2 separate regions of the Mus musculus genome follow, and region 1 is linked to region 2. A link is a contact called in public HiChIP or PLAC-seq data. All regions are on one chromosome and are shown on one strand. The core of a region is the stretch at or near the end of the contact, and the rest is flanking DNA. Distances in the headings are between cores, read along the strand shown.

Region 1 (6,530 bases), core at 440-2,939, 1.3 Mb before region 2:
AATTTTCAAGTACTATATTGAATAAATATAGAGAGACTAGACAACTTTGTCTTGTTCCTGATTATAGTAGAATCACTTTGAGTTCTCTCCATTTAGTTTGATGCTGGCTATAGACTTGTCATAAATTGCCTTTATTTGTTTATTTATGTCCCTTATACTCCTCATTTCTCCTGACCTTTTATCATGAAAGGGTGTTGGATTTTGTCAAAGTTCTTTTTAGCAGCTAGTGAGATGATCATGTTGATTTTTCTTTTCAGTTTATTTAGATGTTGGATTACATTGACTTGTTTTCATAGATCAAACCATCCCTTCACCTCTGGGATGATACCTATTTGATCATAATGAATGATCTTTTTGATGTGTTCTTGAATTTGATTTGCAAGTATTTAATGAGTATTTTTACACCTCTGTTCATAAGAGAAACTGGTCTGTAGTTCTCTTTGTTTGTTGAGTCTTTATGTGGTTAGAGTATCAGAGTAACCGTGACTTCATAAAATGAATTTGGCAATGTTCCTTCTGTTTATATGTTGTGGATAATTTGAGGAGTATTTATGTAAACACTTCTTTGAAAGTATTCTGTGCTTAACTATCTGGCCCTGAATTTTTCATTTTCTTTTTCTTTTTTTGGTTGTGAGACTTTTAATGACTGTTTCCATTTCACTAGGTGTTATAGGTCTGTTTAATTTTTTTTATCTGCTCTTAACTTAACTCTGGTAAATGGTACCAGAGAAAATCATCCATGTCTTTTAGATTTTCCAGTGTTACTTAGATCCATTTGTTTGGAATATCTTTTTTCCAACCCTTATTCTGAGCTAATATCTCTCCTTGATTTTAAGTTGTTTCTTGTATGTAGCAGAAGGATAGATTCTATTTTCAAATCCATTCTTTTAGTCTGTGGGATTCACAGGAGGCATGGACAGGGAAGACTTCAGCTGGTGCTCTGTTGCACGTTCTAGGGACAGACTTGAGGACTGGGTCTGCTGGAACAGAGAGAGTGGAGGGTGTTCATGGGCATCCTACCCATTCTTCTGGCAAAGCATGGCCTGTGGTTGAGCAGAAGGTCTTCACCCAAGTTGTGGGTTGGGACACCAGGAATTTGTTTTAATGAAGGTATTTGAATCTGGTGTTTTCATTGTAGAAATGTTGAATGTTTCAAAATAGTGATTCAATTTCCTTAATAGTTATAGCATTGTTCATAGTTTGTATATTTGTTGAAAGCAACTTTAGAGAGTCATATTTTTCTAGCTTCCAACCTATTACTTCTGTATTCATTTTTGATGTTTTCCATCCAAAATTCCCTCTCCTCACTCTCCCTTTCCTTTCCCACTGCCTCTTCTTCTTTTTCATCTCCATCTCTGTTTTTTTTAAAAGACACATTCTTATGTAGTCCAGGCTAGCCCAATACTTTCAATATAGGCAAAGTGACATCAAATCAAACCAAACCACCATGGACAAACTAAACATGACCAAAACGAGTTGACATTCATCCCACTGAGAGGCATTGACTGTGACCCTATTTTAGAGTTTGAGCTTTATGGATATTTGACCAATGGAATCTTCTGGATGTCCTCTGGTGCCACACTGAAGCTGCAGGAAGTGGTTTATACTTCAGTTGTACTTTTAGCCCCCAGATATCCTGCTGGGGAAATAGTACCAAACCACACAGGAAGCCCACATAGATGTTCCAGCTAACAGCCTAGCAGAGGTTGGCACCCAACACCAGCTTAACTTCCTGTGAGTTGGCCATGCCAAAGGGAGCCCTTGCCTTCCTGACTCAGGATGTCATGGCCAGCAAAGGAAAGCAATATGGGAGTCACCAGTATACTCTTCCTAATGCAGATCAGGGTATCTATGACTGCTGTTTTCAACCCTTCACTTGGGGAGTTATTTATTACACAGGACTCAATCGGTAGAATGCACAGACATCTTAATCTTACCCTTTTTCTTGATGCTAATATAATTCATGACGGTATCAGTAACATTGCTACCCACACATTAGACAAGAAATTCTAATTTTCCTCCATTCTTTTTTCTTCTTCCTTTTTCAAGACAGGGTTTAAAGTAGCCCGTACTAGTCTCAAACCTACTATGTAATCAGAAATGACTCTCAATTTCTGATCTTCCTGTCACATGCCTCTACTTAAGATCTGGGATTTCAGATGTGTCCCCCAGTTGTGTCACACTGGTGAGTTCCACAGATGTCCCATGACTTTCCCATTACCATCCATCTAACGAATCAGCAGGCTGTATGCTTCCAGATCTTGCCTCTGTGTACTTCCATCTCCTTCCTTTTCTCCATCCCTCTGTGGTGGTGACCTCTATATCTCAGTGTTTTGCTGGACCCTCTTATTGTACTTTCCTTATCTGTCCTTGTCTCACTCAGGAAGACTCCCTGCACTGCCATAACAATGTTCACAGATCCCACACGTGTTCCTTGTCTGCGTAGATTCCTTTGATCAAGAGTTAAAAATAGTTCCTTAGTTAAACAGTTAAGCATATCATGCAGGTAATGTGTGTCTCTTTGGAAGAAATCTGGGTTTGCAGATGTAAAATGGAAATGGGACTAAGGATTCAGCTCAGTGGGCAGAATGCTTGGCTTAGCTTTCAGGATCCCTTGGGGTCTCTCCCTGCACTGCATAAATCAGTCATGATAGCGTACAACTGTAATCTTAGCCCCTGAGAGACATAGGCAGGAGGATCAGAAGTTCAGGGTCATCCTTTGTGATACAGGGAATTTGAACCCAGCTTAGGTTACATGAGACCCTGCCTAATAACAAACAAACTAATAAAACTTTCAGCAGGAAGAATGAACATGAGGTTATAGTCTTAAGTATTTTCCATCCATGCCATCCTATTTCACCTTATTAAACAACCATACCAGAAATACTTTCCCTAGGAATGGTTAAAGATCAAGTTGGCTTTAAGCCAGTGATTAAGCAATGAAAAATGCAACAAAAGAAACAAACAAAAACCAAAATAACCAAGGGATCAATATCATTGAGATTAGAAGGGATACAGTTCGCAAAATTTTAGTACCTAGGTAAGTTGCATTGTGAGTTAAATAGAAATATAAGACCCAAGAGAGGAAGATAAGTTATATATTCATGCTTCTGAGCAGTAAAAGATTCTGTTCAACTGGTAATGAAACTTTTTATGCCCACTTGTTTATTATTTCTATTTTTAATTTATGTTTATGTGTGTGTCTTTGTGAATATATGCCAACTGTATATGGGTACCTGCAGAGGCATAAAGTGGACATTGGATCCCCTGGAGCTGGGATTGTGAGTTGCTTGGTATGGGTGCAGGGAACTAAGCACGGGTCCTCTGGCAGAGCAGTGAGGTCTCTGCAGACCTGAGCCTTCTCTCCAGCACATCTATGCCCATTTTTGTCATGAGACTAGATAACATTGTAGCAGCTACTGCACTACATGAAAACACCATAGATGGTACTTTTCAAAAGTCTAACAGCTCAGCAACATTATATAAGGTAAACTTTTGAAGGCCAGTTGGACAGAGCAGACACTTTAAGATCTGGTTTCAATAACAGAATTCATTTTCAATTTTCATGCATCTAACTTAACAAACAATGTGAACATAACTACAGTAATCTGTCTTTCTGTCATACAAATGAAGTTTGAGTGTAGATATTTCACACCCAAGGTTCAGTTTCTGGATATTTGAAAACCACTCATACCTGACAAGACTGACTGCACAAGATTTTTCTGAAAACAAAACAAAACAAAAAAACAAATACTGCTATAATCTCTTACTGCTTCTTCCAGATAGATAAACATTTCTTTAAAAAAATGAATTTAGATACTGTTTCAAAGATGAGTGTCTTTGCGGCAGTTGACCTTTGGTTTTCAGTAGTCACCTTGTCTCTGTTTTGTGGGTAAAGGCACTGATGACCTGAGTTCAACACTTGCGACACACTTGGCGAAAGGAAAGAATCAACTCCCACGAGTTGTCCTTTGGCTTGCACAAGCCCCTCCCTCTTCCTAAATATAATACATAAGTAAATAATTAAAAATAGAAATCCACATGATTAATATGCCATCATTTAATGGTGAATATTATTTGAAGTGGTGAATAATGGACAACAGTAACTTTTCTGCAATCCTAATATAACTGCCGAATTGTCTGGCGATTGCATAGTTAATGCTGTGAAGTAATGTTGCCACGGAACAAGGATCAATGCAAAGGCTATTGACCGCTTACTTTTCACATAAGCTCTTTCCACAACTGTGGTCACCTTTAAGTGCACACATGCATGTGGGCAATATGATTCTAACCCAAATTCCAATTCAAAAGGGGGCCATTTTGATTCACAAAAAGCTTTATCAGATATCATGGCAACAGTTGAAGAGGTAAAAGCAAAAGAAGGCAAGTGGCTTTCCCCACAGAAAGGGAATCCATTTCTACCTTTTTGTTTTAAAAATTCTCTTCTTCATGCATCTCAGAGGAAGAGGTGAGAGGGTTGTTTCTGACTACATTCCCCTGAAAGAAATGTGGAGGTCATGAGAGAGATTATGTGTTTTTCAAAGGATTTAAATTAAAAGACTTGGGAAGGCTTAGTTTTGGCAGAACTTAGTATCTACTCATCTTTGGGCAGATAAGAAGGAAAGCAGGGTTGGGAGACTTTTCCATCCTGTTGTGGTCTATAGGTGTAGTTTATTTGGTAGACTACTTGTGCATCCTACATAAATCAGTGGGTTCAATCCCCTGCACTTCATAAAGTTGGATGTGGTGTTGTACCTCTGTAATCCTTGTACTCCAGAGACTGAGGCGGTAGAATCTGGGGGTCAGTTATTCCTGGCTACATGGGGAGTTTGTTAGCTTGGAAAATGTTAGACCCTGTCTCAAAAAACCAAGCCAAACAAATGAAAGGCTCCCTCACTAAAGGGTCTTACTGTTAGGGGGTTGGGTTGAGAGTGGGAAGAGTCAGGTCCTTTAGTAGATGCATCCCTGATCCCATTTCTATAGCACTCTTAAATGCAAAGGAGCATCTTGGCAGGAAAGCAGGAGGCAGAACAAGTTGGGTGACTGCTTAGTCTGTTTTCAACATTACCTCTGTGAAACCACGAAAGATGGATGCATCCTGACATTTCTCATGCTAGTAGCTTGTTGATCCCTGGTTCTATGGGACTTGGGGAGCAACCCCAGAATTTGAGGATTAATGTGGTCACTCTTCTCACCTGTTTTTCATCATATGACTAAGAGAGAGTTTCCCAGGCTTGTCAGCTCTGGCCTACATGTCATTAGTACTTGTCTGTTTAGATCTGCTGCCATCTAATTCTACAGAATGACTTACAGTTGGGACAAGAGGGTGAGGCTTCCTCAATTTCCCTTGGTGATTTCAACAGTTTACCTCACTGTTAGGGTTGCTAATGTTTTGCCAAGTTTTAAGATTAATCTATTATCATCTTGGGCTTTGGGCCAAAATTATAGCCTTGAGAAGATTTATTTCTGCAGACAATGGGCTGCTTGGATCCAAAGAGTGAGTAATTTATTAGGTGGTCCCAGAAGCCTTTGTGATTATGATGTATTCTTCTAAAACCATTCAGTGGGGATGTCTCACTTGGTAAAAGTGCTTACCTTGCAAGCACAAAGAGCTGAGTTTGATTCCCAGAAGCCACATGGAAAAAATTGGGTATGCTGGCACTAAGTCTGGAAACTCAGTGTTGGGCAGATGGAGACAAGCCATCCCTAGCCAGGCAGCCTAGCTTATTTGTTGATTCCTGGCTAGTGAAAGACCTTGTTTCAAAAACACGTGGACTGTGCATTAGGGATGACATTTGAGATTGTCCTCTGAGCCCCAGACACATGTGCATGTATGGCATGCATGTGTATCTCAACATACATGTGTACTCCATCCATGAACACATGCACATATCCACATATGTACACACAAAGTATTCAACTGATTCCATAAAGCTTCTACTGCTGGCATTTGATGGTGGAGACTTTATGGTTTCCCAAGGCACACAGAGAAAGGAGCTGGCAGAAGCAGCTTGTAGCTGCAAGGAGCTCTGTAGGGTTTGCCCGTGCAGTGCTCAGGGCCAGGGGGAAACGTGTATTTGTACCTTTTCATAATTTCCCACATTGTATTCTCCTTGAATGAAAAGTTGATGTTCTTTTTGTTTGGACTAAAAGATTTCAGAAATGTCCTTTATCCCAGATAAGACTGAGGTGATAAAATCTACTAACCCTCGAGGAAGGCACCCCTGGGTCTAGCACTATACGATTTATAATGGATTTCTCTAAAACCTGCACTCATGTGGCTAACATTAGCTTCATTTTAGGATTGATTACAGGAAGGGGATTCCTGAGAAGAGATAGGGAAGAGCCTGCATCCTAATTTTGTAAAGTCAGCATCCAAAATGGAGGAAAATACTTCAAAATCAATTGGGTATGTTAGTAGATCAAATTCCCTGCCTAGGCAAATGTGGGGCTCGACACAGACAAGCCGAGGCTTTAGGGGGTGGAGAATACTTTAGTTTTTGCCTATTAGTTATTGATTTGTTTGTTTT
Region 2 (6,652 bases), core at 2,283-4,782:
TGACATGGGTGCTGGTAACCAAAGGGACCCTCCACAAGAGCAGTAAGTGTTTTTATGCTTTTACCTGCATCTCTGCCATGAATCTGAGAGCAAGTAGAGAGGTATAAGAAGGAGCTAGAGGGGAGTAGAAGGAAGAGAAATGATACAATCACTATGCATTTGTGTATAAAAATCTAAGAAAATTATAAACATTTATATGTTTGTGAAAATATCAAAAGAGGAACACATTTTCCTTTTACTTTTTAAAATTAATTTATATTTTACACTCCATATTCTATCCCCCCATCCACCCTCCAACTGTACCACATCCCAAACCTTCTCCCCACCCCCCTCACCCCACCTGAACCTCTAAACTACCTGGGGCCTCCAGTCTCTTAAGGGTTAGGTGCATCAACTCTGAGTGAACACAGACCTGGAAGTCCTCTACTGTATGTGTGTCGGGGCTTCATATCAGCTGGTTTATGCTGTCTGTTTGGTGGTCCAGTGTTTGAGAGATCTCAGGGGTAAGGGTTAATTGAGCCTGATGGTCCTCCTACAGACTTGCCCTTCTCCTAGCTTCTTTCAGCCTTCCCTAATTCAACAACAGGGGTCAGCTGCTTCTGTCCATTGGTTGGGTGCAAATATCTGCATCTGACTCTTTCAGTTGCTTGTTGGGTCTTTCAGAAGGCAGTCATACTAGGTCCCTTTTGTGAGTGTTCCATAGCCTCAGTTGTAGTGTCAGGCCTTGGGACCTTCCCTTGAGCTGGATCCCACTTTGGGCCTGTTGTTGGATCTTCTTTTCCTCAGGGTCCTCTCCATTTCCATCCCTGTAATTCTTTCAGACAAGAAGTCAGACATGTGACTATGTAATGGCAACCCCATCCCTCACTTGATGTCTTGTCTTCCTGCTGGAGGTGGGCTATATAAGTTCTCTCTTCCTACTGTCATGCATTTCATCTAAGGTCTCTCTCTTTGAGTCCTGAGAGTCTCTCACCTCCCAGGTCCCTGGTGCATTCTGGAGGGTCCCCCAACCTCCTATTTCCTGAGGTTGTCTTTTTCCATTCTTTCTACTTGCTGATGCTCAGGGATTCAGTCCTTTTTCCTCACCCAATACCAGATCATGTTCTCCTCTCCCCCCATACTTCCCCCCCCCCAAACCTGTCCACTTTGCTTCCCAGGTCCCTCCCTCCCTCCCCACTTGTGATTGCTTTCTTTTCTCTCCCAAGTGGAACTGAGGCATCCTCACCTGGGCATTTCAGCTTGTTGAACTTTTTGAGTTCTGTGGACTGTATCTTGGGTATTAGGTACTTTTTTTTTTTCTAATATGCACTTATTAGCGAGTACATGCCATGTACATCCTTCTGGTCTGAGTTACCTCACTCAGGATGGTATTCTTCTAGTTCCATCTATTTGCCTGCATTATTTGTCCTCATTCTTAATAGCTGAGTAGTTTCTGTCATGTAAATGAACCACATTTTTCTGTATCCATTCTTCTGTCGTGGGACATCTAAGTTGTTTCCAACTTCTGGTTATCACAAATAAGGCTGCTATGAACATGTGCCCCTGTAGCATGCTGGGGCATCTTTTGGGTATATTCCCAAGAGTGTTATTGTTGGGTCTTCAGGTAGATATATTTCCAATTTTCTGAGGAACCTCCAGATTGATTTCCAGAGTGGTTGTACCAGTTTGCAATCCCACCAGCAATGGAGGAAAAAGGAGGAACACATTTTCTTACATGTGAAAAATCATATTAAGGTCAACATTCAACATTAGAATTTTTATCAAATGGATTTTTATTAGACTGTGACCACCTTGACTTCTTTGCATATCATCTGTATCTGGTTCTGCACAAGTGGTCAAATGCATGACTGCACATGAAGAACAGCATAGACCAAAATAAAGTGAATAAAACTTGCTGCAAGTCAACTTAATATCAGACTCAGCAAATACATTTTCAACCCTTTTATAGAAAATATTTTCACCATTGTAATAATGAATAGCAAAGTGAATTATTTTAAGATATAAAGTTCTCAAAAGACCCATATGCAATGATGCTATTCCACAAACAGTAAGCATGTTGGCCTGATTCACTATAGTATCCTATATCACAATGGTCACACATCAGGTGCTTAATTTCTTTCAGCATCTACAAATAAACACACAAAACACTGAGTACCAAATTGTAACAACTTTAAAAACAATGAACTATTTTCAGTGACTGATATATTTATTCATTTTATAAATACTTATATTTGAGCCTCACTATTATAGCCCAGGTAAGTTACTGAAAATTATGCCTGCTGTGCAGGGCTCAGAGAACTCACTTTATCTGTTGTTGGTTCAGAACCAGTAAAGATTGTTAGATGTTGGAATGATGAGATCTGGCATAGGAAAGAACTTAGCTGTTGAGCAGCAGAGATATTCAGGAAGAATAAGGGGAGTGTTGCTTAGAAAAGGAACCAGAGTGTTCAAGGTGAATTGTCAAATGCAAAAGTGTAAGATCTATAATTCCATTATATTGAAAAGATCCATTTGTGGAAAAGGTCTTTAAAGATTCAGGCAAAGCCAAGTTCAGCAAATATGAAGGTCAGGCTGCAGTGGACTAAAAAGTGAATTAAAACAGATGATAGATTACTATTAGAGATGTGGAAAAACAGAGGAGAGAGATTAGGCAGTTGCTTAATGAAGAGGCAAAGTTATTTTTTCTTTCATTTTAAGTTGGGGAAGTTGGTTGAGAAATGCTCAAATATATTTTAAAGATTGAGGGAAATGAACCTGCAGATGTGTGAGGGAGTAAGGGGAGATTTACTGGTTGAAAAGCTAAGCAAGTTTTGGCAAAAGTGAGAGAAGATGGCACCATAAGGACAAGCAGAGTTCAGTTACAACTAATCATGAAGAAATAACTTGGATGGCAAGTGAAGACTAGCACAGAGAGCTGAAGGCAGGGGGAGCTCAGCCAGTAGGGTCCAGTCAGCATCCTGTTTCTCTAGAGTAAGAGGGCAGGGCCATGGACCAGAATTGAATGAACAGGAGTGAAATGGAGCTGAAAAGATGGGTTGTTTATAAGTACAAATATCCCAAATGAAGAACCAGACAACTCCTTCCTCTGCCTCTGGTCACTATCGTCTAAGCATCATGGAATGTCTAGGTGAATCATTATAATCTGCACAGTGATCATCTCAGAATGACCAACCTCAAACATCTGTTCCCACTATATTGGGAGTATGATCGTGATGCTGTTTTGTTTTGTCATTTTCTTATGTTTTTGCTACTATCTTTCTTTTATATGTTGTTCTCAACATTATGTAACTTGGGGGAGGTTTTCTTACATTTTTCATGCACCTACTCAGCTGACAGCTTCAATTGCTGCCTAATTCCCCCTGGACTTTGTGTTTGAGATTATCATCCTGTCACGAGCACCTTTCTCTGGCTAGGTCCACCTCCACCCCCACCTCTTTTTCAGTTTTATGGGAAGATTGATTTTAAGGGTTTTATAGATTTTATCATTGAAAACATCTTTCATTTTTAACACTCTATTGCCCTCTAGAGTAGATGAAGGTGTACAGCAGCAAATTCTGGTAAACTGCAGGATAGTTTGTGTGGAAAGGCTTTTTCTGAAACTGCAGCTATCCTCATTAAGAAAACATCCATTGAAAAGAGTGTGATTTTATTGAATGCATAATTGAAATAAATAATTCAATTTCCATAATAGACACATGGGAAACTGAAGAGTCTGTGCTCACAGACTTCCCTATAACAGAAAACTTCTCAAATAAATTGGGCTCAGAAATAAATGTCTATTACTTTCTGTTTCAAATTTACATAATTATCTTTCCCCAAAGAATGGAAATATCTTAAATAAAAAATATGTTTTCTAGTTTTCCAAACATATGCAGAAAAGGAAGAAAATTGAGATTAAGAAGGTCAAGTGTCATTAATATTATAGCAGAAGATGAAGTAACCAGAGCTCATTTCTTGAGGCATCCCTTCCTCTTTAATATGCCTGCATTTTACAGGTGACATCTCAGAGATTCCATATGCAGATCTTTGACATTTAGCTTAGGGTCTTCTTTGCTTAATGCTGTGTTTCTTGACCTGATAAAAGACACACGGTAGCTAAGTGACAATGGGAAGTGGTTCCTGTTGCAATCAAAGCAAGCAGCAAACACACAGCTATGTGTTTTGTGAAAACAACACTTAAGCATTGAGCTGGACACTTCTCCACAGCTTCTGAACTCAGTTATCTGGCAAACGCCAGTTTCCAAGAGTAGTACAGAGCCTCTTAAATAAAAATAAACCAGGGAATTTCAAGTCCCATTTAGCTAAAAAGAGTAAGATCTTACTATCCAAGTATGATTCTATGGCGGCCATTCTCATTCATATAACCACACTCATTCACAGTAAGCTCAAACAGGTATTGGATTTTTTAATATAAACACAAAAGCCATTTTCTCTTGCCTTAAGCTTTGTCCTTCACTTCAGAAGTTGCCAGTTTAGTTTTAGAAACAGAGAAAAATACCTAAAAAGAGGGGAAATATATTTACCCAGAAGAGAAACGGCACTGAGCTTTGTGATGTAAAGATCTTTGCTGACATAACCTGGAAAAATGAGGGAATTTAGAAATTTTCTCATGGGGAAATTTAGAAAAAAAAATGTATTAAAAGGGATTCAACACTAAACTGAGGTGTTTGTGCAGTGGGGAACACAACAAATCAATAGAATCTGGTTTTAGGTTGTTTTGTTTTGATTTTGTTTTTCCTATGTCTAGGGAAAAACAAATTGTTTCATTCTTATTCTTTGTACTTGTGTGTTTTCACCCAGAAGAAAGAGATGTCCTGGTATAGGCTGAGACTAAAGGTAGAAAAATACAAAAGGAATAAGAAGATACAGAAATGATTCATGGAAAGAAAGGCTACATACATACGCTTGAAATTAGGCTTTGTATGAAATAAATCAAAGTAAGGTTTAAGGTATGAAATAAGCTTCATAAGGCAGAAATTTGTAATCTACATTTAATTATTAACAGAAAAAAAAAAGCCTCTGGCAAATGTAGTGTGTACCTTCTACTACGGTGCTTTAAGCTCCAGGCCACCACCATGGTTCCCTTGGATCCCCCGATAAAAGACACACACACACACACACACACACACACACACACACACACACAGTGCTCATTTTGAACTTGCCTTATGGCTCGGCTGCTGGGCTCTTCTAAGCCTCCTCCAACTAGTGTGGTTCAGTGGCTTGGCTTTTCTAAGCCTCCCACACCTATCGTGGCTTTTCCTTTACTCCCTGCTCAACAGCCTACATCTGCCCTTAGCTTAGTTGCCCAGTTACCTTCTCTTGGCTCAACATTAGACATCTACCCTCAGCTTAGCTCTGTTTCTAATCTCCAGCTTAGGGAAGCAGTAAATAGTCACATGGCTGGTGACTCTCCATCCCTCCAAACCCTTTCCTCCTCCTGTGTCTCTTAGCCTGCCTGAGGGATCTTAAGCCCTGCCTCTTCTGCCCAGCCATTCACCATTAGCATCTATATTGATTAATCAAGAACTAATTGGGGGAATAGGACCTTCATTGTTCACACACAGATTCCCAATTAAAGCATTAGAACCTACCCCGTACAAGCAAGCCTAAGTGACTGCACTCATAGTGCTGAAACAAAATAGCAGCATCTGGGAAGTTTACAAATAGCAAAAGGTAATTTATTACCACTTTAGAGACTGAAAATCTGAAGATCTAATTCCTCATTCACAGGATAGCAAAGTGAGTTTGAAGGGACAGAAGAGAAGAAAGAAGGCCAATTCTACAAACGCATTCTATAATTTGACACTTCGTGGGCATATATGATTAAATGCATATTCATTTCGGGTATGATACCAACAGAGATTTAAGAAACTATTACATACACCCAAGGGGCAAATATAAGAAATTTACCAGGATTACTGACTAGAGCATAGAAAGATATTCTATCTATCTTACCATATTGTAGGTGGCTTAAAAAAGCTATATCACTGGAAAAATCTACTTCAGTATGAGACATGATTCTCGAAAGTTGTTTACCTTGAGCTCCTGCCCCACTTACAGGCAGCTCTACTAAAAGTCCCCTCTTTCCTAGCAGTTATTACTGGTGGAAAACCTTTAGATGGACCCAAAAATCATGTAACTTTCTGAACTTCCTGAGTATTGTAAATTTCATGATTCTCCCTCCTGCCTCCAGGATAGAATGTCCTAGTTTAAAGAAAATGGCACAGCTAATGAGACCAGCCCTCTCAAAAAGACAAAGTCTAATTACCAAAACATTTCTCAAGAGGCTGACCTCCAAATCTGCTGTATTGGGGATTAAGTTTTCCCATACATGAATTGGAGGAGACACATTAAGATTATAGTGCAACCATCTTGGAAGAGGCTATTTTACACACACACATACAAAAATGACCCCCAAACCAGGGCCTGGAGTGATGGTCCCAGTGACTAAAAGCATTTGCTGCTTTTGCAGTGGACCCAAGTTTGATTCTCAGCATCTACAATGAGTGGCTCACAATGACATATAACCCTAGGTTCAGGGGAGCAAAGGTACTCTTCAAGACTCCATGGGCACATATGCATATACCGATACTCACACACACACATACACCAAATTAAAATTAAATGAATCTTTTTAATGGGATGGAGA

The links. HiChIP or PLAC-seq counts read pairs in DNA pulled down with a chosen protein or histone mark.
Region 1: a contact with region 2 is called in a RAD21 HiChIP or PLAC-seq map of pro-B cells, with 20 times the contacts expected there. The contact joins two enhancer-like sites. A contact is called at or near these places in 2 of 15 datasets of contacts at CTCF or cohesin (the NIH/3T3 cell line and pro-B cells) and 9 of 484 Hi-C or Micro-C datasets (the AML12 cell line, the C3H10T1/2 cell line, DN2 thymocytes and 5 more).

What each region holds. Positions count from the first base shown.
Region 1 is chr3:21,906,415-21,912,944 of GRCm38.p6, reverse strand. The region is part of intron 3 of Gm31813 (a long non-coding RNA gene); the gene reads left to right. Among named protein-coding and RNA genes, the nearest start is that of Gm31813, 55 kb to the left of the region's middle. Within about 2 kb of position 1,689, at least 58 of the 459 cell types and tissues checked have an H3K27ac peak or open chromatin away from gene starts, as enhancers often do. A contact at or near this core is called in pro-B cells, where this site is marked.
Region 2 is chr3:20,652,346-20,658,997 of GRCm38.p6, reverse strand. No RefSeq gene overlaps it. Among named protein-coding and RNA genes, the nearest start is that of Gm31466, 150 kb to the right of the region's middle. Within about 2 kb of position 3,532, at least 5 of the 459 cell types and tissues checked have an H3K27ac peak or open chromatin away from gene starts, as enhancers often do. A contact at or near this core is called in pro-B cells, where this site is marked.